Linked DNA regions of Mus musculus: regions 1, 2, 3, 5, 6 and 7 are each linked to region 4. Evidence: chromatin contacts called from public promoter capture Hi-C data. All regions are on one chromosome and are shown on one strand. The core of a region is the stretch at or near the end of the contact, and the rest is flanking DNA. Distances in the headings are between cores, read along the strand shown. Region 1 holds the start of Stx3 (syntaxin 3). Region 2 holds the start of Nxf1 (nuclear RNA export factor 1). Region 3 holds the start of Zbtb3 (zinc finger and BTB domain containing 3). Region 4 holds the start of Fth1 (ferritin heavy polypeptide 1). Region 5 holds the start of Osbp (oxysterol binding protein). Region 6 holds the start of Patl1 (protein associated with topoisomerase II homolog 1 (yeast)). Region 7 holds the start of Slc22a8 (solute carrier family 22 (organic anion transporter), member 8).

Region 1 (3,387 bases), core at 17-2,516, 1.8 Mb after region 4:
GTACAAGACAAAATAATTACAGACCACTGAATGGGAAGAGGGGTGCCATCTCAGCACCTAACAGGCTCACCGCTCCGGAAGTCACCCGGAACTCTCAACTACTCCGGGGATGGAGTAGCCCTGCCCGGTGCTCCGGGAGGGAAATAGAAAGGAGAGGAGGCCGGTTTGGGGCACAGTGCCAGGCGGCAGAAGACAGCTGGTGAGGTGAGCCCCCTGACTTCTCCATTAGCCCCGCTGATTTCAAGTCCCCGAGTGGGTCCAGCTCTGGAGGAACCCTGTCCAGCTTTGGGGGAGAAGGGGTAAGAGGGTTACGGGCGTCCAGGGAAATCGCAGCTAGGTGATGAATCACCGAGCACATGACCCTGCAGGGGAGGGGAGGGTGCAAAGCTCCGCGGGATGAGGCGGGGGCTTGGGCGGAGGGAGGCCTAGCGCGCAGAGCACCCCTGCGGCCTGGGTTAGGGGAACTAGGAGAAGCCCCTCTCCCACGCCACTTATCCTGATGACCGATCCCCGCAGCCCGGGGCCCGCCTGATCCCCCAAGCGCCGCGGACTCACGGCCTTCAGCTGCTCCAGCCGGTCCTTCATCCTGGCCCAGGTGAGGGCGGCGGGCGCCTTGTCTCAGGTGAGCGCGTCCCAAGTGAGCGGCCTGGAGCGGCGGCGGCTGCCGGCCGGGGCGAGAGAGCTGCTAGAGCGGGCGGAGGCGGGCGGCGGCCGCTCTCGAGGAGGAGCGTCCGAGGCCACCGAGGTCCGCCGCGCCGCCCCCTCCGGCCCCCGCCGGCGCCGCGCTCCAAATCCGGCTACGAGACCGCGCCGGCTCAGGGCTCGCCCGCCCCTGGGCCCGCCCCATACCTGGGCCGCTCCCCGAGCTCCTGCTTAAAGGGCCAGCGCGCTCCAGCGCCGGAAGCATTCCGGGCACACCTTCCCATGCCCCTCGAAAGGCAGAAACAAAAAAAAAAAAAAAAAAAGGCGGGGGTGGTCTGTCTGGCTTCGATTCCGTATTTTCCGCACTGTTCTTATTGTTCGGCCCTCTGCGGACTCCTCAGGTTGAAGACAAGCTGGTTCCTGCTCCCTTTGATGAGGGAAAACGTTCCGATGATGCTCAAGAGATATTCCGCCTTAAAGAAGGGACCTGTTGGGTATAAAATCTGTGCGGTTCGGGCTCAGAGACTTGTTCCCGTAGGGCGTAACTGCAGATGAGATGCCCTGGATCGGGCTGCGGCGAGGAATTTGGGGATTATGATGCTAGTGGTTGTGGGGCCTCTCGAAGTCGTGTAGGCGGTCCAGTCACCTTTTACTAACAATTTGAATAACTTGAGGGAATCTAGGAGAGTCCGTTTCCATAGCTATATAAATCAGAGGCTGCTTAGCAATTTTCTGCTTAGCCTGTACGAGAAAAGAAGCAACTGACTTTTAACTACCGGGCAGAGTTGTAGGATAAAGACGTTTGTTTGATTTGGAAAACTTAAGCCCACCTCTCTCCTCCTTGCTGTCAAGAGCCCTGGGATTTGAAGAATTTTTAGAAAAGTGTGGTTCTTCTCACTGCCCTTCCTCTTCAACGGTGCCCCTATTCCCTTCCCCTCCGTATTTGATTTGGGGATAACAAATGGCGTATCGACCAGAGTAGTGGTCAACAATTGGCGCTAGTGAAGACTTGGTCTCAAGTTCGAGAAGTATCCTCGACTTTGTGTTCAATCTTAAAGGCCATAGATACTTTCTAATTATAACCGGACTTTACCCTCTGCGATGTGCACGCTCCTACTGACTTCCTCCGCTGCCATAAAGGTAGTCAAGTAAGGCAGGGCTTGAGCTGTTAGAGCCAACTATGCGGTAATCAACTCTAATCCTCTATCTGACCTCCGGCTCCTGTCCTGACGCTGGCCCAGCGAGGACTGCGAAAGTTTCCACGCCCCCTGGTGGTCGTAACCCTACAGCTAGGGCTTGAACACCCCCACCCCAGCCCAGCAAACACTTGGAAAACCTTCCGCCACCGAGCTCATTCTCTAGCATCAGCCCTTAGGTTTTCTCCTTTCAGACAGAATCTCCCTGAATTGCCCAGGCAAGCTTTGAACTTGCCATTCTCCTGTTTCAACCTCTCCAGTAAGAGGGGTTACAGTGAAAAACTCTCGAAGTGTGGACGTCTGAAATCTGGACAGAAGTGAGGAAGGAGGATGGATTCATTTTGAAGCAAGAACAAAGGATTCCAGTTAAGACGCGATTGATTTTAGGCTGCAAAAAACGGCCCTGCAGTAAAGAACACTGACTGGAGGACCTGGGTTCAATTCCCAGCATCCACATGGTGACACACAGTTCCAGGGGATGCAACGCCCTCTTCTGGGCTCTGCAGAGGTTACACACATGTGGTATACAGACATAATGCAGGCAAAAACATTCATACAAGTAAAAAAAAAATTTTTTTAAGTCCCAGCAAATTATTTTAAAGGATATAATTGATTTCAACAGGGAAAAAATTGTGACTCTCATGCAAATATAAAATGAATATATTTTAATGTTTTAGCTTATTAGTGAAGCAACCAGTAAGAGGTTAAACTCATTCAGATCCACAGACAAACAGCAGGAAGGCTGGCATGAATAGGTTACTTGATGCAAAACTAGCTCTGGGGATGGGAGAAGAAACCGTGCTTCTCCTGTACACTAAGTCCTTATAATCTCCATGAATAGAAGCACTCTGCTTACTACCGATATCTAATTTACATAGCTGGACAATAGCTGTGATACAATGAAAGTCACAGACTATTATAGAATCAGAAAGGTGCATTAGATAAGGCCACCATAGGATACATAGCATGGAACAGCTTTTTGTTAGTGGTCACTGGTCATTTTAATTTGCTCAGTTTTTCTGTATACTCCCAAGGTAGTACCTTCCATGACTGAATGGTACCAGCTCTGTTAAAAAGTTATTATACAGAACAAGTTTTCTTCCCTATTACTTCTTGCCTTAATCCAGACACTTAAAAAAAAAAAAAAAAACATAAGTCAGAGCTTAAGAGATAGCTCAGTCAGTAAAGTGCTTCCTCCACAAATATGAGGACCGGAGTTCAATTCCCAGAACTTATAATAATAATAATAATAATAATAATGATAATAATAATAATAATCAAACACAGTGGCACATACTGGTAATTCCAGAACTGGGAAAGTAGAAACAGTGGATCCCTGAGATTTACCAGCCAGATCTACCTAGCTGTGAGCGCCAGGCCAGTGAAAGACATTGTCTCAAAAAACAATGAATGGCAGGGGGCGGGGAGGAGGGACAAACCTAAGGTGTTTCTAAAATTGGATGTCTTGAATTCCACCACCCTTAGAATATTCATTCTATTCTTAGAATTGAGGGAATCTACCCAACACATAGCACTAAGTACATATACT
Region 2 (3,451 bases), core at 573-3,072, 1.2 Mb before region 4:
TTTGGACTCTGCTGTGAAGAGGCTGGGAACAGAAGCCAGCTAGGGGCCAGTGGGGGAGGTTGTCTCCACCTTGAGATTTTTATAAGCCTATAACCAGCCTCCCCCAAACGTAACTGGCAGCAAGAGGAGAAAACGCCCTTCCTTCTTGAGAGGCAAGAATCCTCAAGAAGTATCCAAGGGACCAACTTCATCATCTGGGTCAGCTAGAACTTGACTGCCGCCTTCTCCTCACCATGTGAGGTGAGGGGGCTCTGAGCCCTACAGTTGCCTGCACAAACCTGACTTTGGCTACTGGTGACTCTCAATATGCCAAACATGCTGCAGCCTATTTCCTCCCAATTACAGCAAGACTGTCAGCCTCACTAGTGTTGATGTCATTTCTGGGGGGGGGGGGGGGACTTCAGCAAAAAGCTAACCACTGCCCAATACCAGAACCAAAAGGGTTAAGTCAGTGACTCTGATGGGCCCCTACTGATAGGCAGGGTAGCTCCGGAGCTCTGTACACACAACTCCCCCCTAGAAGCGAGTAGCCAAGTACAGCAGCACTTCATAAGAGTTTTCCTTTGGACTAAGTGGGTTCATAATTGGGCGGCAACTTCCAAGACAGTACCCATAAGTTTGAGCCTGTTTTGTATCTTCAAATCAAGTCATGCTCCATGCCTACCAGCACCCCATCTGCTTCCCCCTCCCACAGCAGCATCTGGATCCAAGGCTGCAATAGTCCTAGCCACACCAGAAAAGTTTCCTAGAGCTCTTGGGTTTGACATTAAAGTTTCAGTCAACACTTGGGAGTTGGAAGCAGGTGAATTTCTTGAGTTTGTGGCCAACTTGGTCTACAAAGCAAGTTTCACAGAAACCCTGTTTCAAGAAACAAAACCCAAAACTAGCAACTTTCCCTAGCTACCTACCTAGCTGACCTGGGTCTACCAATTAGGCTTCAGTATGACAGACTGAGTGAAGTGAAGATCAAGGCTTAAGGCTCACTAGATCCCTGATTTTGTTTTGAGATGGTCTATGTAGTGTTCCCTATCTCTGAACTGGACAAAGTATTGATAGTAAGACTAAAGCTTTTTTATTTTATTTTATTATTTTATTTTTTTTGGAGGAAGGGTCTCTACATAGCTCTGGCTGTTCTAGAAATTTCTATAGAGCCAAGACTGGCCTCAAACTCAAAGATCTGCCTGCCTCTGCCTTCCAAATGCTGGGTTTAAAGACCTGCTCCACTACACCCGACTTGACTTTTTTTTTCATTAGTCAATTTAAAAGACCTTTTTTCATTAGTCAATTTAAAAACCTACGAAGGACAGGATTTCGTTTAATTCACACTTGGGTTTCACACTGGGCATGATACTGTGCTGGAGGAAGAAAAGTTCGCATTAGTTAAGGTTCCTGCTCCAGTGGGGCTTACATTCCAATTTTCTATTTCGTCATAATTCGTCGTGGAGATGAGAAAAGCTAAGAGGGCATAGGCCAGCGGCTGGCAAGGAACTGAGCTGCGACTTACTCGCTGCCGGGATCCCACCGGCGGGGACTGTGGGCCGTTACTCCCGTTCAGAGGCCAGGTCTCCATTCTTGTGTGTAGCCCTCGACCCTGCTCCTCTTGAGTTCAGTGCTAACGCAGAGGGTTTAGCTCCGGGACCGGGCCAGCGAAGAAATAGGAAGGCGGGGCCGGCCGATAGGCCATCCGGCCGGAGCTCCGGCCGTGGGCGGGCCTCGGAGGGCCTGGCCACGCCCCCGAGCGGCCGCCCTGCTTCTGCGCAGGCTCAGAGAGCGCGTTCACGTCCCGCGGCACCGCCCACATCCTGGGGACGTCGGCGGCGCGCGACGTGCTTCGCCGGATAAATGCGGTGGCGCCGGTCGTAGGAGAGATTCTGTCCTGAGCGCTAAGGCTCCTTGGCGTTTGGTGGCGTCAGGTTCTGCGCCTGAGCCCGCCCCTGTACCTGCCTGTGCCATGGCGGACGAAGGGAAGTCATACAACGGTCAGTGCGGGGCCTCGGGCCGGGAGGCGACGCGGTGGGTTGGGGTGGGCGGCCCTGGCCTAGGCCTCAGCCCGGGGGCGGGAGGCCGCGAGGAGCCCTACGTCCGTAGGTAGCGGTGGCCGCGCGGGCAGGGGGCGCGGGGCGCCGCGGGACCCAGGGGCTCCAGAGTCGCCCGGATTCAGGCGTTGGAGAACCTGTGGCTCAGGGGTGGGGTGACAAGATTCCTTTCAACTTTGAGGGTGGTTGATGCCTGTCAGTTCAGTTTGGCGGCCCGACTCTTCCTTTAAATGTGAGTCAGTAGTCGCTTGGTCGTGGGCTACCCTGGTGCCCTATTTTTCTTTTTCTTTTTGTGATACGATCAGTCTGTTCTTGTAGCTTGCTGCTTATTGTTTATCAAATTTCTAGTCGGAACACCTATCCTGACATGTTAATTCATTGTGGTGGTTAGGACACTATGACAGCTGAGGTTTGAATCTGGAGTTGGCTGTACTAAACCCGAGTGAGTTAAACTTTCAGGCCTTGTTTTCCGCCTCTTTCATGTGGGTACCTGTCTCCCAAGTTTGTGTGCATGTGCGTGTGCGTTTGTGTGCGTATGAAATAATTTCTACCAAGTGCCTAGAACACAGTAACTGGAGTGGGAATTTTCTTCCGTGAACCGTAGTTTCACTGTCTCTTAATGTATTCCTTTTTACTAGGGTTGCTTGGAGAGGATCGTTGTTTAGAGGATGCTAGATATTAGGTGGATTTCTTTGAAAGTTATACCTTTTTTGTATTTGTGTAATACTGATGATTTATCCAGGCCTGAAAAATAGCTACCCAATGAACCTTTATTTTAATTCAAATATAATTACTTGGTCTCCTTTCTCTAGCCATTCCCATTGTCAACTCTCTCCCCAAATTCATCCAACATGCAGAGCCCATTTAGTGTTAATGTGTATATATTTGTTTCTAAAGCTTACCATTTGGGATTGGATAACCATTTAGGGAATTCATCCCTAGGGAAGGCTAATTCTCCCTTACAGGGTCAGCCCTAGTATCCCAGGCTGGCCTCAGTCAGTCTCCCTGTGTCAGCTTCCCAAGTTCGGTATTGCATAGACTTTTACTTTTTTTTGGGGGGGTTGGGCTCCTAGAGTTAAACTCAAGGTCTGGCAAAAAGGAAAATAAATAGAACCAAGTGTAGTAGTGCACTGTTTAAGGTAAGAGGATCAGAGGTTCCAGGTCATTCCCTGTGTGCCAGGCCTTCTGTTCTCCCACAGAGCTATAGACAAGGAAGGATGAAAATCCCTTGTTTTTTCGAGACAGGGTTTCTCTGTGTAGCCCTGGCTGTCCTGGAACTCACTTTGTAGACCAGGCTGGCCTTGAACTCGGAAATCCGCCTGCCTCTGCCTCCCAAGTGCTGGGATTAAAGGCATGCGCCACCAGGCCCGGCTGTTATTTTTTTGAGATGGTTCACCAAGTTGTCCAGACTGACT
Region 3 (3,100 bases), core at 58-2,557, 1.2 Mb before region 4:
GACATGCACAACCACATGTGTATTATGGGACCAAACAGGACTATCTTTGGAGGCAAACTACCATCCTCCTCAGAACTTTAGCTGGGTCTGCAGGCAGAAGACCACCTCAGCTGTGCTTGCTGACTGTTGACTTTCCCTTATAGGATGAGGGGCTGTGGAGGGTCATGAGACCCTCACTTGAGTATCCAGTCACTTCCCTCAACCAGTTCCCTAATTGCACATGACCCCAGGATCTCCAGGGCTGGGTGTGTGTGTAATATATATATTACATATATTACCTGATTGATATACATATATATATATATATATATATATATATATATATATATATATATATATATATATATATATATATATATATATACCCAGAATTCTATAGGTGGAGAATGACTTAGGGAGGGAGCTCCATCTATATGGCTACAGGAACATTATGCTGGGTAAACCCTTTAGCCAGGGACTTCTGAAGTGGCTCACCCACACTCCTGTAAGTAACCCCTCACCTAGGCTCTGTAAGAAAGGCCAATAAGTTCTCAGGGGCCCAAGGTACTAGTGGCATAGTACCTTGGTTTATCATTGGGACCTTACAGAAGAGTTTTTTGTTTTGTTTTGTTTTCTCTACTTATTGACTTTACATTCCGATCGCAGCCCCCCTCAGGGAAAAGATTTTAACAACACAGATATCCTTAGACTCTGTCCCATTTCTGTCCTTACTAGGGCTTGCCTAGAGAACAGTCCATCATCTTCATAGAGTTAGAGGTAGTTACTAACACCACTACTGAGCCTGAACTAGTGGCGCATCCTGTAATTTTCGAGGACCAGATCTGCAAGAGTGAACTGCACTTTTGGGAGGTGTGGCTTACTGCCCACTGTTTCGGCAGAGCTTGGTCTAGACGTGGGCCTACAGGTTATCACACCATTTTGTTATAGTTCTCCTTCTAGGTAGTCCGCAGCAGAAACAGGCTGTATACTCCCGAATACACTGCGTTACTGCCAACCTCGCCCCACCCAGGCGGGTAATTTCCCTATGGGAAACAGATGAATAAGTTCAGCCAATCCTGAGGTCTCTGAGGGAAGGCGGGATGAGGAAGAAAAGTTTAGGACAGGAGCAACAACCAATTGTGAGCCTCGACGCCTGAGCAATGGCAGGGATTGCCCATTTGGAGAAGCCGGTTATCGAGGGGCGGGGTAGCTCACAGTGAGCCAATCCACAACAAGAGAGGGCAAGCTTGAGCCAATTAAGATAGCGGAGGTGGGAAGAGGCGGAGCTCTCCTAGTAGCTGCTAGGTCGTGGGTGAGGGCTCAGCTTTCTCTGCTAGTTCCTACGTTGGGAGTCCTTAGCCTTGGAGTTCGAGAGGGAAAAGCGCAGGAAGTTCCGGGTCTGGGGCGTGAAGGCATCACCCGGGAAAGCTTGGGCGCAAAAGACAGTCCTAGTTGGAGGACTCATTGTAAGGCACCGGCTGAGAATCGAGGAAGCACAGGCTGCTTAGGGGGCGGGACTTCCGGGGGCAGGGCTTTTTTTCGAATAGGGGCGGGGACGATTCCTAAGGTTAGGCTCAGGGGGCGGAGCCAACAGGTCTTTGGGTGGGATAGTGGAAAAAGAAGGGCAGTTAACTGAAACATGGTTGGGGGTGGGGGACAGCATGTTGCCAGAGGCCTTGGGTGGTCAGCTCTATTTAAGGGCTGATGTGGAGGTTGCTATGGAAGTTACCTAATTTACTGTCCTTTCTTCCCAGGGAGTCAGTGGTAGGGAACTCTCTTGGGCACCCTTCCCTCCTTGGGGTGCTATGGAGTTCCCAGAACACAGTCAGCAGCTGCTTCAGAGCCTGCGGGAGCAACGGTCCCAGGGTTTCCTTTGTGACTGCACTGTGATGGTTGGTAGTACCCAGTTCTTGGCCCATCGGGCTGTGCTGGCCTCCTGCAGCCCATTCTTTCAGCTTTTCTACAAGGAGCGGGAATTGGACAAGAGGGACCTGGTGTGTATTCACAATGAGATTGTCACGGCCCCAGCCTTTGGGTTGCTTTTGGACTTTATGTATGCTGGCCAGCTGGCCCTTAGGGGAGATACTCCTCTAGAAGATGTGCTGGCAGCTGCCAGCTACTTGCACATGAATGACATTGTTAAGGTTTGTAAGCAACGATTGCAGGCCCGAGCTCTGGCAGAGGCAGACAGTACCAAGAAGGAAGAGGAAACCAATCCTGCTAGTCTGGAGTTTTTGTCAGGCAGTTCTCGAGGCCCACAGCCTTTACTGGCATCTGTTGAACCGTCAGCCCGCTGGAACAAAGAGGAATGGAAGGGTCCAGCCACTCCCTTACCCATTGCTCATCCTGCAGATGAGCCACCAGTATCTGGGGGGGCAGACACTACACAACCAAGCATGGAAGTTGACTCATCACATCTTCGGGCACCTCCTCCACCAGTGGCTGATGTCTCCGTCTCTCTTGCCAGCCCAAGTAGCTCTACAGAGACCATTCCTGTAAACTACTTCTCTTCTGGCCTTCCAGGAGTTTCGGTGGAGCCCTTGACTCCTCTTGATGTGGTTCCTGAGAGTCTGAGGGTGGTGGAACCAAGGGATACTGGAGGACCATTGCAAGGCTTCTATCCCCCAGCTCCAGCCCCACCCCCAGCGCCAGCCCCAGTTCTATCCCAGGCTCCAGCCCCAGTTGAAGCTGAACTGGTCCAGGTAAAAGTAGAAGCTATTGTGATCTCTGATGAGGAGGCTGACTTGTCAGAGGAACAGCCCCACAGATCTGAAGGGCTGTTCCCACCTGGAGGAGCAGTGTATGGGGGACAGCCCTCACAGGCAGAGGCTTTTGAGGAGCCAGGGGCAACAGGACTAGAGGAGGTGGGGCCAAGTGACCACTTCCTGCCTCCGGAATCTCATCTACCATACCATCTGCTGCCAGGTCCAGGGCAGTATCATCGAGGGCTGGTAACCTCACCCCTGCCTGCACCAGCAGCCCTGCATGAACCACTCTACCCTCCTCCTGAGTATGAAGCAGCCCAAGGGAGCTTTGGAAATTTTACAGAGGATGTTCCCACCTGCAAGACTTGTGGAAAGACCTTCTCATGTTCTTATACACTAAGGCGACATGCCACAGT
Region 4 (3,126 bases), core at 389-2,888:
GCTGGACTCCTACCAGTTTTGTATTGATTTACAGTAATGTTCCTAAAATCAAATGGATATGATATATCCATATTACCTACAGGGTAAAGTTTAATGACTTTTTATGGCTCGCCAGTCTGACTATGTTCTTTCCAGCTCTCCCCAACATGCACTTCGTTTTTCGGGCCAACAAACACACTTTCCTTAAGGTTCCTTGAACAAGGGAAGCATTCCCATGCCTGCCCATTTGCTATTCCCTCTACTTAGAACTCCTTTCCCCACCTCCCTCCTCCACTTTCCAAAGGGAATTTGTTCATCAACTTTAGCTCAGCATCAGTCTCCTAGGGCCATCGTCCTGAAGTCTGACTCCAGGATATTTATCCAGAAGCATCCTGCAGCTAGATTACCACTGAAATCTTTCCTGAAAAGAACATATATAACGTGTAGTTTTAAAAGACTAAGTACTAGTAATGTATTTCAGTAGACGTACCTTAAAAGGGGGGAAGAGGGTTATAATCCCAGCTCTCTGACGAACCAGCCTGGCTTACACAGAGAGTCCCTGGCCAGTCTGGGTTACTGATCCAGTAACTTTGTCAATCTTGCTTCAAAACAATAACAACAAAATCGAAGTCCAACTTCCAGTTTTGAGAATATGAACAGCATCTGCTGGTTCTCCACCTGTGTTAAAGACTAGACAAGGCTGAGCACAAGTGGATGTGGATGGCAGGGCCTAGCAAGACGCAGTGGCTAATCTCTAGTTCTGCTTGCTATCCAAGAATTCGCACCCATTTTGAAGCTGGGCCACAGCTACAAGATAGACACAGTTGGCTTGTCCCTCTGCAGTTTCCTGCACCTGTCACCTGCCATTCTGCAAGCATCAACTTCACTCCAAGGACAAACCCAAAGGTTACTGAGAAAGATAAAGGAGACCATTTTGAAACAGACACACGTAGGTCACTTCTTTACTTTTCTAATCCAGAGACGTCTCTTAATTTCAAGCATCACCAGGGGCTTTCTCAGAAACCTAAATGGTTTGGCCCCAGGATTGCCCTATAGACAGACGGCTGTTGTCCTGCTCTAAGGAGAAATGCGCCTTCTTAGCCTTTGTTTTTTCAACTGTTCTCAGAGCCATGTTTGCCTTAGCAAAAAGCCGGGGTTGCTTGAGTCAGAAGAACAGGGTAGACCCTAACCTCCTCGCCAATAGTTCCCCTACTCCTCCTCTGAGCTTCTCTCCACAGATTCTGAAGGAGGGAAAGCCGCTCTTTCCCAGTCCAACTTATATGTCGTTCGCCATTTACAGCGCCACGCTTCCATTTTCCTATTTGTAAGACGAAGTCGCTGTCTGGTGTATGTCACGACTAACAACACGCACTTTGCCTAGAGTTTAGGGATATCCTGTGAGAATTGAAAATCATCCTCATCGGTACCCTCTGTGCCCATCTGGGACCCAGATGCCTCTGCAGTACGGCTAGATCCAACTACGCCCGCCCCGGGCCACAGAAACAGCGCGCTTGTTGCCAGGCACCGCTCTTGCAGAAGCTCAGAGCCCCTTGCGTCGCCTCACACTCACACAGGCTCCTCCCCGCCCGCGCCCTGCGGGTTTGGGCAACACGCCCACAGGAAGAGGCGGGGCGGCGCGGCCCGCTGCGCTGATTGGCCAGCGCTCGCCTGACGCAGGATCCCGCTATAAGTGCGGCCCGCTGTCCCCTCCTGCGCCAGACGTTCTCGCCCAGAGTCGCCGCGGTTTCCTGCTTCAACAGTGCTTGAACGGAACCCGGTGCTCGACCCCTCCGACCCCCGCCGGCCGCTTCGAGCCTGAGCCCTTTGCAACTTCGTCGTTCCGCCGCTCCAGCGTCGCCACCGCGCCTCGCCCCGCCGCCACCATGACCACCGCGTCTCCCTCGCAAGTGCGCCAGAACTACCACCAGGACGCGGAGGCTGCCATCAACCGCCAGATCAACCTGGAGTTGTATGCCTCCTACGTCTATCTGTCTATGGTGAGTGCGGCCTCCTCAGGGCCACTTGGGGAGCCGGCGGAGGGTGGGTCGGGGCGTGGCCTGCTGCGGGCTTCCCCGCCTTCCAGCGCCCTTCTGGAAAATGGAGTTTGTTCGGGGTTCTTTCCTAAGGCAGGCAGCCCTGCCGTGGCAAGTCTGAGCACATAGCACCTTGTGGCTCCTGCATAGATCAGGCATGTCATTACACCACTTTTTTTTGAAGCCTTAGGGCAGTACGACTGTCAGCCTGGCCAATCAACCCTGCAGTTAGGTGCATTTTCTGCACGCTCGTCCCCTCCGATCACGTGGCCTACAAGCTTCTCTGTTTGGTTATGCATCCTGCTCCAGTTCCTCCTGGAGTATGGCGGGTCTGCTTGGTCATGGTGTCGAGTGGCAGCCTTGGGGCCTGGTGTAAAGAGGCTTATCTCTTGTGAGCTTACTCTTGTCCCCTTCAAAGCAGCCGCCTCCACCTCTCTGCTTATCACAGAGCCTCACTTGCATTGAAACTTATCGCTAGGAATCTCCCCTTCTGTAGTTATCAGTGTCACCCCGACCTTGCATTTACAAGGCATCATGTTACTGTATTTTTCTTATTTTGCATGAGTGTGGCTTACTAACAAGTGGTAGGTACATACTTGTTGGGAAAAGCCTGCTATCAATTGCTGGACAAGGAAGTTTTCCATGTAATAGTTTCTGAAAAACAGGTTTGGGGAAGGCCTGGACTTTGAAACAGGTCCAACTTCTGTGGCTGTCATTCCTGGAATATGAATACACTGAGTGCTTAAAACTGAAAATCAAAGCTTCTCCTAATATATTTGTGCTAAAATGCAATGCCCTCAATTGTTAACAGGGCATGATGCATTAATTTTATAAATCAGTGGTTGTTTGTAGAGCTGGAAGCCTTGTGACCTTGTGTTAGCTACTTTTTACATGATTGGTGAAGGAGGAGAAAAATGGCCTCCCAATGCAGGATACTCTAGCACCCTACCTCTTAGACAAGTAGATTTGGGCTTGGCTTAAATTTTTTTCTCTGCACTAATACCGAGCCGTAGAACACTTGATAAAGCCAAGTCCCAAGGTTTGCCTTCCCATCCTTACTGAACTTTTAAAAGGCCGAGTAGGATGGCTCACAGCCTTTGCATACAGCCATTGC
Region 5 (3,466 bases), core at 522-3,021, 2.0 Mb after region 4:
TTAACCAAAGTGAGAAGCCAGGCTTTCCAAATCAGACTAGATTCACTCCTTCCTTCCTTCCTTCCTTCCTTCCTTCCTTCCTTCCTTCCTTCCTTCCTTCCTTCCTTCTTTCCATTTGAGACAGGATTTCTCTGTGTAGACTAGGCTGGCCTCGAACTCAGAGATCCACCCACCTCTATCTCTTCAGAGCTGGGATTAAAGGTATGTGCCGACACCTCCCAGCTTAGATTACTTCTTGATATTCATGAGGTAAATAGTTTTTTACAGTATCTAAAAGCAACTCCTAGGACTGGAGAGATGTTAACAGTTCCTGTTCTTCTAGAGAACTTGAGTTCTGTTCCCAGTATTCTTATGGGTTGGCTACCCACCAACTTTAGTTCCAGCTCCAGGGGATTTTATGCCCTCTGCTGGCATCCACAAGTACCTGCACTTAGGTGTACACACACACACACACACACACACACACACAAATCAGAAGAAATGAATAAATAAAAGTTAAACCCTATTCCTACTGCCAGGTCAAAAACTGCTACACTGTAATAGGTGTTAGATTCCCCAAAATGCAGGTTTTGGCTATTTTTGTAATAATAGTTCACAACAGCTCAATGCTGGACTAGTTACTGAAATTTGTGACCTCTAACACAGCTGTAATTAAGCTGATCAAATCTAATCATTCAACACCCAGTTCAAAACAAAACCCTAGCAATAAACAAGAGAATTAATTGTGTTTTTACCACACTAAACCTAACAAGGGCCTTTAGATTTGGAAAAGAGATATAAAGGTAGGTAGTAGGTCTTTGCCAATCTATTCTCCCCGTAAATAAGGTCGGCAACTAGATGGTCAGAATTAATAGAAGTGTATTAGAATCTAGAGTGAAGAGACAGAGGGTAGACCAGGAAAGGGAATGGGGTGAGGATTGGAGGAGTCGTGAGTCCAGGAGGGGGCCGAGGAAGCTCTCTCTGGGTTCTTCCGGAAGCAGGATATGAAAACGGAATCCCTAGGAGACCCAGGAACCATCCATCTCTCTTTATTAAGGCCATCTGCAAGTCTCAATTGAGAAGGAGGGAATTCCACAGCACACCCACATCAAGAGCATTTATAGAGACCCATCACTTCCTTAAAGCTGCAAACGTGCCTGCCCACTTGTGCATCCATGAATTTATTTGCTATCTCGGCCAACTGCAGCTTTCACTGACAATGTCCAGAACCAATCATCTCCAATCATAGCCCTGCCTCTCCACCGACAGGTGAAAGACATAGGTGTCAGCCAATAAAAAATAAGAATGAGTATGTGAAGGCTGGACTCTGCCCCATTTACTTCAATGCATTCAGTAATTGGTAGAAAGGTTTGAGCAGCTGATATCAACCACCAATCCGTAAGGGCGGAAGAGGATGAAGGGCAGCGCGATGGGCGGGGGTGACGTGGCAATGACAGAAGCATAAACTGTAATGACTGACGGAAGTACTAGCCATTCGGAGGCCAAACCGGCCGTGAGCTCTGCATTCTCCCGTCCTCGGACTTCGGAAAGCCACCAATGATTTTGTAGCCCTGCCTGATTGGCTTTCCTGTTAGCCAATCGAAAGCAGGCCTGGAGGACGCGTCGCGCCTTGAGCTTCTCACTGGGCGGAGTAGCATGACAGGCCCGAGAGAAATGCCAATGTCCGCGGGGTCTTCCGCAAGTGACACTTGGCGGCACCAATCGCCGCCCTCCTTCCCGGCAGTCGAGCCCTCCTTCCCGCGGCGGGGCTGGCGGGGCGGGGACGCTGCGCGGCGGCGGCTGAAGCGCTAGCCGTGTTGGGCGCTCCGGGCGGCGGCGGCGGAGCTCGTAGGCGGTTCCGGTCGTGTCTCTCCGGGCGGCGGCGGCTCATGGCGGCGACCGAGCTGAGAGGAGTGGTGGGGCCGGGCCCGGCAGCCATCGCGGCTCCGGGCGGCGGCGGCGCGGGTCCACCCGCGGTGGGAGGCGGCGGCGGACGCGGGGACGCGGGGCCCGGCCCCGGGGTGGCGGCCGCGACGGCGGCGACGGCGGGCGGCCCGGGCCCCGGGGCCGGAGGAGTGGCGGCAGGCGGCCCGGGCTCTGCACCGCCAGCCGCGGGCTCGGGCGGTTCGGGCGCCGGGGGCTCGGGCTCGGCTAGAGAGGGCTGGCTCTTCAAATGGACCAATTACATCAAAGGCTACCAGCGGCGATGGTTCGTGCTGAGCAACGGGCTCCTAAGCTACTACAGGTAACTGCTTCCGGGGCGCCACGCTCACCTGGCCTCCCCCCCTGTGCAGCCCACAGACCCGCGCTGTCACTCTCCGCCGGCTGGCTTCACTGCCAAGGTCGCCCTGGGTCGCTGTCTGTCACCTGCACAGGTTGACAGCTTGCAGAAGTCAGAACCTGCAGATTTGACACACTGCTCTTGTCTCCGCTGTCACCCGCCCCTAGTGCCTCATCTGCCTCCATCCCTGGGTCTTTCCTGTCAGCAATTGTTTGGAGAGCATCTGCTCTGCCATTGTATTTCCGCTACCACGTGGGTGCAATCGCTAATTCTGCAAGTAAGGCACTGTTGTGAAGCTGGAGGGGCACAGACAGCGCGAGCCCGGGCACTGTCCCTCAGGAACTTACAGTGGAAGTTACAACTCCTAACTTTTTGTGCTCTAGTCTCTAAAATTTAATGTTTCTGATACACCCTTGATATACCTGCCCATGTCTACTCAGAATACACATTCCGACATCAGAATACCACACACAGGGAGACTTTGGGATTCTGTCCACCATATGTCTTACCTCTTCAAGCATGCGCGTACTTTCTCGGTCTAGACAGTCCACAATAGAGATGTGTACTCTACCATAGCTTTTACTTTTGCCTGCCCCACCTCTTCCCATGGGAATGACTGTCTTATCCAGCAGTCACCGTGCACCTTTTAGTTTTATTTAAGATTAAGTTTTATTAAAGGAAGAACACATGTTTTTGAAATGATTGTTAAGGTTTCACAGTGCTTATTTTGGTATGGTTAATGTATACTTACTGTGACTCATAGCATGGTCATAACATGTCACACTTCGGGGCTTATATTACTAGACAGAGGTGTTGAGAGGTGATTGGAGGACAGGTTATAAGCTTTCCCAACAGCCTTGCATTGTGGCTGGATGTCTTACATGCAACTGTTCATTTAGTGCGCATAGATCTCCTATCTCCCTGGGAGTTAGGACATGTTCCCATGTTCTTGACAAGAAAGCAGACTCAGCATGCGCAGCTCTCCCAGGGTCTTGGAGAAATCAGGATTTGAAACTACTCTTCATACTTTAAAACCTAAAACCTAGGTTAGTGCTACGTGAACCAGTTAGATACAGAGATAATCACCTAAGACACGGTTTAGGTTTATAGAGTGTGTTACAGTGTGTCTCATGAAGAAAGTACCGAAGTCTACTCTAAGAGGGATTTGCTTAGTATAATAATAACGCCATTTCTGGTTGAAATCTC
Region 6 (3,417 bases), core at 288-2,787, 1.9 Mb after region 4:
TCCAAATTAACATTTCCCCATTTAAACTGTCTACTCAGATATTTTGGTCACAGCACAAAACTAATAGTAGCAAGCCAACAAAAGACGTTTTGTAAATGAGGGGTGGCAGGCTTAAAAAAAGAAGTTATGTCCAGAGTTTGCTAGCTCTTGGTCTACATAGCCTCTCAGTACTTGGGTAATTGTGAAAACCTGTTACCTCACAAATGAAAGTTTGTTTCATAACTCTTGAAAATTACTTATTAGCTTACCTTGCCTTCTCTTCAAGAGTCAATTCTATTTGCTCTTAAGTGATCAGATTTGGGGATTCAGATATCTTAGCTGCCAACTTTGCAACAGTTTCCGGTGGGCAGCTTAAGGCTATCTACTTCTCTCTAACCTCCAGGTTCCTTATCTAGAGAGCAGAGAATGTAACTATTCGATTACTACTTAGTGAGGTAGATATAATTTTACCCATTTTACGAAAGAAAACCTGAAGGGTCAGATGTTTAGAAAGACATGCCCAGTTTCACGCAGCAGTGAAAAAACACGTTTCCCAATCCAGAACTTCTATTTTCAAATCCAATGCTTATAGTAAACTAGTTGATTAATCCAGTCACGCTAACAGTAACGTGTTAAGGAATTAAAGTTCACCATTCATTCCCAGGTGAGACAACCGCCTGAGTGACACTCGTGAGGCAGAGGCAGGCGGATCTCTGCGAGGACAGCCTAGTCTACAGAGTGAATAACAAGACAGCCAAGGCTACACAGAGAAACCCTGGCTCAAAAATAAAATAAAAAATAAGACACCCTCTCAAACGGTCTCGCTACAGGCAATAAAGCACCAAAGCAGCAGACTTCTAGAACCAGGGTGCTGAGGCGGAAGCTGAACAAACTCCGCTGGGCTTCATCCTCAGCGGAAATGGCTGTCCACAGCGCCCAAGCTCACCGACCTTGCTGCGGTGACCCCAGCCCCAAGGCTGCGCGGCCCGTTAGGGCTCTCCCGCTTTCCAACGGGGTGAAGGGCCTGGCATCTAAAAATATCACCTTAGATAATCCTTGTTAAATGTGCCTTCGTCTTTTTCCTAAAACCAAACGCTGTCAACACTTTGGCCTCTATCAATCACAGCCTTGGCCTCCCGACTGATTCAGCCAGCGACCTGTCCCTTTCCAAGAATACTGACTTGCCATACTAGTCCCCCCTCACAGACCAAGTCAAGGCACCCCGAGGAGGACACTGGACGTTAAATGAAATCACCCAAGAATAAATCCCCGATGTTCTCTGCTGAGACGCTTCGGGGGTCGCATCCTGTGACATTCACAAGGCTTTTCTCCGCCCAATCAGTGACGGGAACCTCGTGACTCAAAAGCACTGCGCAACTGTGCAGTTAGGAAAACGGAGGAGGAGCCGCAAGCCGGGGCTCTCTGGGTCATCCCTCTCCGACGGCCCGCGCGTGCGCAGTGTCTCGCCTAGGGATCTCTTTCCCGCCGCTCACACTAGGAAGCCAAACGCCAAATCTGTCCCCGCGCAGCTGCCGCCGCCGGGGCGCCCGCCCAGCCCGAGGCGCGCCTGCGCACGTCCCCACGCACGCTCCGGCGTACGGCGGCGGCCAGGGGTCGCGAGCCGGTGGGAGACCCGCGCGCGCGGAGCAGCCCGGGGAGTCGGCGCTTCTTTTCCCTCCCTCCCCCCACTCCCCTCCCCGCTCCCTTCCCCCCTCCCCAAGAATGTTCCGCTACGAGGTGAGTGGCTGCGACCGGAAGTGACCCCTCCCTCGCCCGCGCGCCCCTTTTTTTTTCCTCTGCTCGCCCGTCGCGCGGGTCTTGTGCGGCTGAGGAGGGGGCAGGGCGCGGGCGGCTGGGAACCCCGCTTCGGCCGCGAGGCTCGGGTGCGGCCCGCAGCGCACCGCGGAGGGGCGGGACTGGCGAGAGCCGGCCGCTGGTTTGCGGCGGGGAGAGCCCGTTAAGTGCGGTAACCTGACCCTTGGCTTGCGCCTCTGCTCGCGGAGCTGCCTTGGAGACCTGCATGGCTCCTACCCGGTGGTTTTTCCTGAGGCAGAATCCCCGGGGAATGCCCACGGAAGCGTTTCCCGCCCTGCCCCCGGAACCCCTTCACCCGGATTACACACAGCCCTGTGCACGCGGGCTGCCGTCAGGTGGAGGGGCAGGGACTGGTCCTCGGGCTGAGACTTCAGTCGGCTTGGAAAGAAGGCTGGGAGTGGGGAGGGGGGCGTGTCCCGCAGAAGTTCCTTCTAGGAGAAGGGAGAAAAAGTGTGGGTTTGGCGACGTTGTTTGGAGAACGGAGCTGTTTGCTGACCGTCTCTTACTGCTGTGTGACCTTGAGCAACTCCTACTCTTGGGGCCAAACAGACTCCGGATTTGTAGTTTAAGGACTGAGCTAGGGAAATCCTTACCGAGTCATCCTGATTTGGTCCAGTAGATGATTGCCATTTCATAGAGAGTTGCTAGAAGTTGCTTCTGGTGTGGAGGCAGTTGCAGGGCTGGCTCTTTAGGGGGAGGAAGATTGGGTAGAAACGGCCCCTAAAAGTTCCCAGGTAAGTTATATCACAAGCTGTTCCCCTAGAGTGTGGAATTCCAATTTGGAATCTTTAAACATTGGAAACAGTAGAAAGCTTGAGCTTACACTTGTGACTCAACTCACTTTTTGTAAACATGAGGAGAGATGATGAGATACTGTGAATAGAAGTTGCCAGAAGCAAAGAAAACTTAGTAAACTGAATAAATCTGTATTGGGATAAGTGATTGAAATTAGGATATACCAAGCTTGTCTAGTGATTTTTACTCCCTGGAGACTGCGGCAAGAGAATCAGGAGTTCTAAGCCAGACTGTACCTAGAGAAATAGTAACTAAAACAAAATAAATTAGAGCATACCCAAGATGTGATGGGGATTCTAGTTTTTGTTCAGCTTTCTAAAATCTTTGCTGTGTTTAATCCTCACACAGATTTCTTTCAAAGTTGTGTTTGGCTCAGAATTACAGTTTAAGGCACAGAGGTATAATACCTAGTACAGAGTCTGAGACATAGAGGTGTCTGGGAGCTGGAGAGATGGCTGCTCTTCCACAAACCCCTGGTTCAGTTCCCAGCACCCACATGGCAGCTCACAGCTTGTAACTACAGTTCCAGGGGACCTAGCATTATCACATAGACAACTTTGTAAGTGTAGAAAGAAGTTGTGATTGTTTTTTAACGCTTAACTTAAATTGCAGCTAAAAAAGATGGTGTTCTGTTTTCTGGCTAGAGTTTAGTCCTACAGGAAAGAGGAAGAAAAATGGACAGACTTAAAAGCATTGGGAAAACGACAGGGATGTAATGAGTAATATGGAATTTTGTTGAAAAAGTTACATGAAACTCAGGATGATAAAGTATTCATTTATAATTACCACTATTTCAAACAGTGATATAAAGGAATTTTGTATCATTAA
Region 7 (3,210 bases), core at 263-2,762, 1.4 Mb before region 4:
ACCCCACCTCCCCTGCATTGCAGGTGGAATGGGGCATCTCCGGGGGGGGGGGTCCCAGAAATGGTAATAGTCAGCTAAAAGCAAGCCAGTTGTGACTTAAAAGGCAGTGCAGGTTAAGCAACTTTGCTAAGAAAGAAGCAGACTTCATAGAAAACTCTGGTTCACACCAGAAGCACAAGTGAATGCTGGTGATCCTAGCAACTGAGAGGAGTCTAAAGCTTGAGGACTGCTGTGAGGCTTAAAGGCCAGGCTGAACTATATAGCGAGATCCTGACTCAAACACTCAAAGAGGAGAGGAGAGGGAAGAAGCAGAAGAGAGGGAGGGGAGAGGAAGGGAGGAAGGAAGAGGCGGAGGAAGGGGAGAGGGAGAGTGTGTGTGTCTGTGTGTGTGTGTGTCTGTGTGTGTGTGTCTGTGTGTGTGTGTGTGTGTGTGTGTCTGTGTGTGTGTCTGTGTGTGTGTGTGTCTGTGTGTGTGTGTGTCTGTGTGTGTGTGTGTCTGTGTGTGTGTGTCTGTGTGTGTGTGTCTGTGTGTGTGTCTGTGTGTGTCTGTGTATGTGTGTTTAGATGCTTAAGGGCAGAAATGGACTTGAAGCCACACCCCTGACCTACTTCCTGCTGGGGACCCTAAGCTAGTTACTTAACTTCTCCGTTTCCTAACTGACAGTCCTATCAGTAGGGCCTGCCATAAGTGTGTCAACCAAGTTTCCAGCTGACTGGTAGACCCTGTCTTAGACATGTCTGTAGGAGAAAAGTAACCACAAACCACAAGACTCCCTGCCCAAGCTGGCTCTTGGGTGAAACTGAATGTACTTAATTCAGTTTGTGTTGGCTTGTTAGAATTTCTGTTTTATACAAGAAATGCACATTATTAGGTAATTAAACCGTACTCATAGAAATAAGCAAAGCCATTGGGACTGCAGAGAGAAGCCAAAGAGCAGCCGGTGGCATAAGTCCACAGGTAGATGGGAGATGGTCACTTGTGTTTGAGACTCAGACAGGGATGGCCCTGGTGTTTCCAGGAGCCCAAGGCACGGTACCTCTGAGACCATAAGGACCAGTGCTTGGGCCTTTCTGTCTGAGTGTGTTCTAACATTCTCCATGAATCTACTCAGGAGCCGGGTATGAAAGATGATCCATTGCAGGAATGCTGCCTCCCATGTGCAGGAGCACCTCTCTTGCTGGTTGTTCTCCACTCCAGGTCCTCTGAACATCAGCTCAGAGGCACTCTGGACACGCAGACCTGAGTCCTTTTCCAGATTCTCGCTTAGGAAACATGCCCTGAGCCACTAAGCCCTTTGTCCAGCAAGCAGCCTCTAGGCTCAGCCACACTCCACTCCCCAGCCCCCTCTCCACCCTATCAACAGCCTTGGCTGAGGCAGCCCTTTCAGGAGAGCTGGGCTTGGTGGGTGCACAGCATTCCCCCTGCCGGATGTTAATCTTCCAAAGAAAGTCAAACATTAGCCCAGGAAACAGCTTATGCCTTATATAAGGCACCCCAGGGGAGACACAAACAGCTTGTTAGAGCTGAGCTGTCCTACTACAGCAGCTGCTGGACCCTAGGACAGAGCACGGGCAACTGCTGCATCCAGCTCCAGCCCAACTGAATCCAGCTCCAACCACCAGGTGAGACGGGATTGAAGACCCCCAAGTCTAGCACCCAAGAACACCCCAAAGCCAGGCTTCCTCACTGTAACGCTGTAATTGGTCAAACCCCTAAAGCCTTCAGGGACCTACTTGGATTCTTCTGATACTCCAGCACAGGGGACTCACCCCAGGGAACAGCAAGGAGGCTTGGAGCTTGAGCAGATCCTTCTTAGCCCACATGAAGCAATCGGAAATGTGTATTATCCTCTCTCTCACCCTCACCCACACCCCGCCTGGGCAACCAACATCCAAATCTGGACCTTTGGTCCCTACTATGTGGCCCTGTGCCTACACATCTACGACCTATAAGCACAGGGCCACATGCCTGCATTCACATGACCTTCAAGAGTGCAGTTTAGATGTGCACATAGCACTGCATCCACACTGGTATCCCATATCCCTCTCTGCAACTGTGTACATCTTTATGCATCCACACACCAGAACCCCAAATCTTTACACATGTAACTAGGTACATCTTCATGCATGTGATTCTATGATGCTCCACAGGCCTACATACAATTCACACACACATACACACACCTCTTCTTGGCCTGATGCCTTGCCTACAGTTTTGGTTCATCTTGCCTGGTGCCATGACCTTCTCCGAGATTCTGGACCGTGTTGGAAGCATGGGCCCCTTCCAGTACCTGCATGTGACCTTGCTGGCCCTCCCAATCCTCGGAATAGCCAACCACAACTTGCTACAGATCTTCACAGCCACCACCCCTGACCACCACTGTCGCCCGCCCCCCAACGCCTCTCTAGAGCCCTGGGTACTCCCCTTGGGCCCAAACGGGAAGCCTGAGAAGTGTCTCCGCTTCGTGCATCTGCCAAACGCCAGTCTTCCCAATGACACCCAGGGGGCCACCGAGCCATGCTTGGATGGCTGGATCTACAACAGCACCAGAGACACCATTGTGACAGAGGTATGTCTGGCACCCTCTCTCCTTCCACCTCACCTTAGGTACTTCCATATACCGTGCAGCACTTGTGGATAGAAAAAACACAGGGGCCTAGATTTCCTGGGATTGAAAGAATGGGAACTGGGCAAAGAGGAAGGATCCCAGTGCTAATGCACAAGAACTGAGTGGTTTGATTCGTTCATGCCCAAGCATTCCTTCAACAATCTATAGCGTGGTATTGAGCTCCAGTGATGCTGAGCTGTACAGTCTCTCCTCCTAGTAGGGTGTTATACAGCCTTGTGGAATAACTTGTTACCTCATGCTGTGCAGTGACCTTGGGCTGCAATCTTCCACCCTTGGACTGGTTATAGGGACAAGAAAAGAGTAGCTTGAGATGAAATCACTTCAAAGAAGCATCCCTGGAGCTGAGATTAGAACAGCAGGCAAGGGGTTAACTAGACTAGAAGAGGAGCATTCCATCCTGTGCAAAGCTTTGCGGGGCTGGGGGAGGGGTGGTGCAGGGAGGCTGGGTAGCAGAGGGATTTCACATTGCAAAGGTTGGAAGGCTCCTGGGTGGATCCAGAGGGTGTCAGTCACTCACATAAGTGTCTGTATGACCTTACTCCCCAGTCACCCTATGGAGTGGCTGATTCTCCTACCTATC

What was found. Promoter capture Hi-C pulls out the DNA fragments that hold promoters and counts their contacts.
Region 1: a promoter capture Hi-C map of hippocampal neurons shows a contact between it and region 4, with 2.5 times the contacts expected there. A contact is called at or near these places in 1 of 39 promoter capture datasets (hippocampal neurons) and 1 of 130 datasets of targeted methods (astrocytes).
Region 2: a contact with region 4 is called in a promoter capture Hi-C map of pre-B cells, with 2.2 times the contacts expected there. A contact is called at or near these places in 8 of 39 promoter capture datasets (the 3T3-L1 cell line, the HPC-7 cell line, HPC-7-derived erythroid cells and 4 more), 7 of 130 datasets of targeted methods (acute myeloid leukemia, astrocytes, embryonic forebrain and 3 more) and 1 of 9 other capture datasets (liver).
Region 3: a promoter capture Hi-C map of pre-B cells shows a contact between it and region 4, with 3 times the contacts expected there. A contact is called at or near these places in 9 of 39 promoter capture datasets (3T3-L1-derived adipocytes, the C10 cell line, the HPC-7 cell line and 7 more), 4 of 130 datasets of targeted methods (astrocytes, fibro-adipogenic progenitors, microglia and 1 more) and 1 of 9 other capture datasets (embryonic stem cells).
Region 5: a promoter capture Hi-C map of pre-B cells shows a contact between it and region 4. A contact is called at or near these places in 4 of 39 promoter capture datasets (hippocampal neurons, liver and pre-B cells), 2 of 130 datasets of targeted methods (astrocytes and bone marrow-derived dendritic cells) and 1 of 9 other capture datasets (liver).
Region 6: a promoter capture Hi-C map of pre-B cells shows a contact between it and region 4, with 2.5 times the contacts expected there. A contact is called at or near these places in 4 of 39 promoter capture datasets (cranial neural crest, hippocampal neurons, liver and 1 more) and 2 of 130 datasets of targeted methods (astrocytes and pancreatic cancer cells).
Region 7: a contact with region 4 is called in a promoter capture Hi-C map of pre-B cells, with 3 times the contacts expected there. A contact is called at or near these places in 3 of 39 promoter capture datasets (the C10 cell line, hippocampal neurons and pre-B cells).

Annotation. Positions count from the first base shown.
Region 1 is chr19:11,818,137-11,821,523 of GRCm38.p6, forward strand. Stx3 (syntaxin 3) reads right to left here and starts at 1,267. Exons shown (of 11, transcript NM_152220.2): 1 at 556-1,267. The coding sequence starts at 585. Gm41810 (a long non-coding RNA gene) reads left to right here. Exons shown (of 2, transcript XR_003952942.1): 1 at 1-204; 2 at 517-3,387.
Region 2 is chr19:8,755,281-8,758,731 of GRCm38.p6, forward strand. Nxf1 (nuclear RNA export factor 1) reads left to right here and starts at 1,823. Exons shown (of 21, transcript NM_016813.2): 1 at 1,823-1,979. The coding sequence starts at 1,952. It overlaps 1700023D09Rik (RIKEN cDNA 1700023D09 gene), which reads right to left and starts at 1,689. Exons shown (of 2, transcript NR_132423.1): 1 at 1,505-1,689. It overlaps Stx5a (syntaxin 5A), which reads left to right. Exons shown (of 10, transcript NM_019829.4): 10 at 1-362.
Region 3 is chr19:8,801,241-8,804,340 of GRCm38.p6, forward strand. Zbtb3 (zinc finger and BTB domain containing 3) reads left to right here and starts at 1,308. Exons shown (of 2, transcript NM_001098237.2): 1 at 1,308-1,445; 2 at 1,734-3,100. The coding sequence starts at 1,785.
Region 4 is chr19:9,981,008-9,984,133 of GRCm38.p6, forward strand. Fth1 (ferritin heavy polypeptide 1) reads left to right here and starts at 1,639. Exons shown (of 4, transcript NM_010239.2): 1 at 1,639-1,976. The coding sequence starts at 1,863.
Region 5 is chr19:11,964,073-11,967,538 of GRCm38.p6, forward strand. It overlaps Osbp (oxysterol binding protein), which reads left to right and starts at 1,772. Exons shown (of 14, transcript NM_001033174.1): 1 at 1,772-2,224. The coding sequence starts at 1,869.
Region 6 is chr19:11,910,862-11,914,278 of GRCm38.p6, forward strand. Patl1 (protein associated with topoisomerase II homolog 1 (yeast)) reads left to right here and starts at 1,538. Exons shown (of 19, transcript NM_172635.3): 1 at 1,538-1,716. The coding sequence starts at 1,702. Gm31092 (a long non-coding RNA gene) reads right to left here and starts at 1,546. Exons shown (of 2, transcript XR_386559.3): 1 at 1,235-1,546.
Region 7 is chr19:8,591,670-8,594,879 of GRCm38.p6, forward strand. Slc22a8 (solute carrier family 22 (organic anion transporter), member 8) reads left to right here and starts at 1,513. Exons shown (of 11, transcript NM_001164635.1): 1 at 1,513-1,623; 2 at 2,214-2,570. The coding sequence starts at 2,238.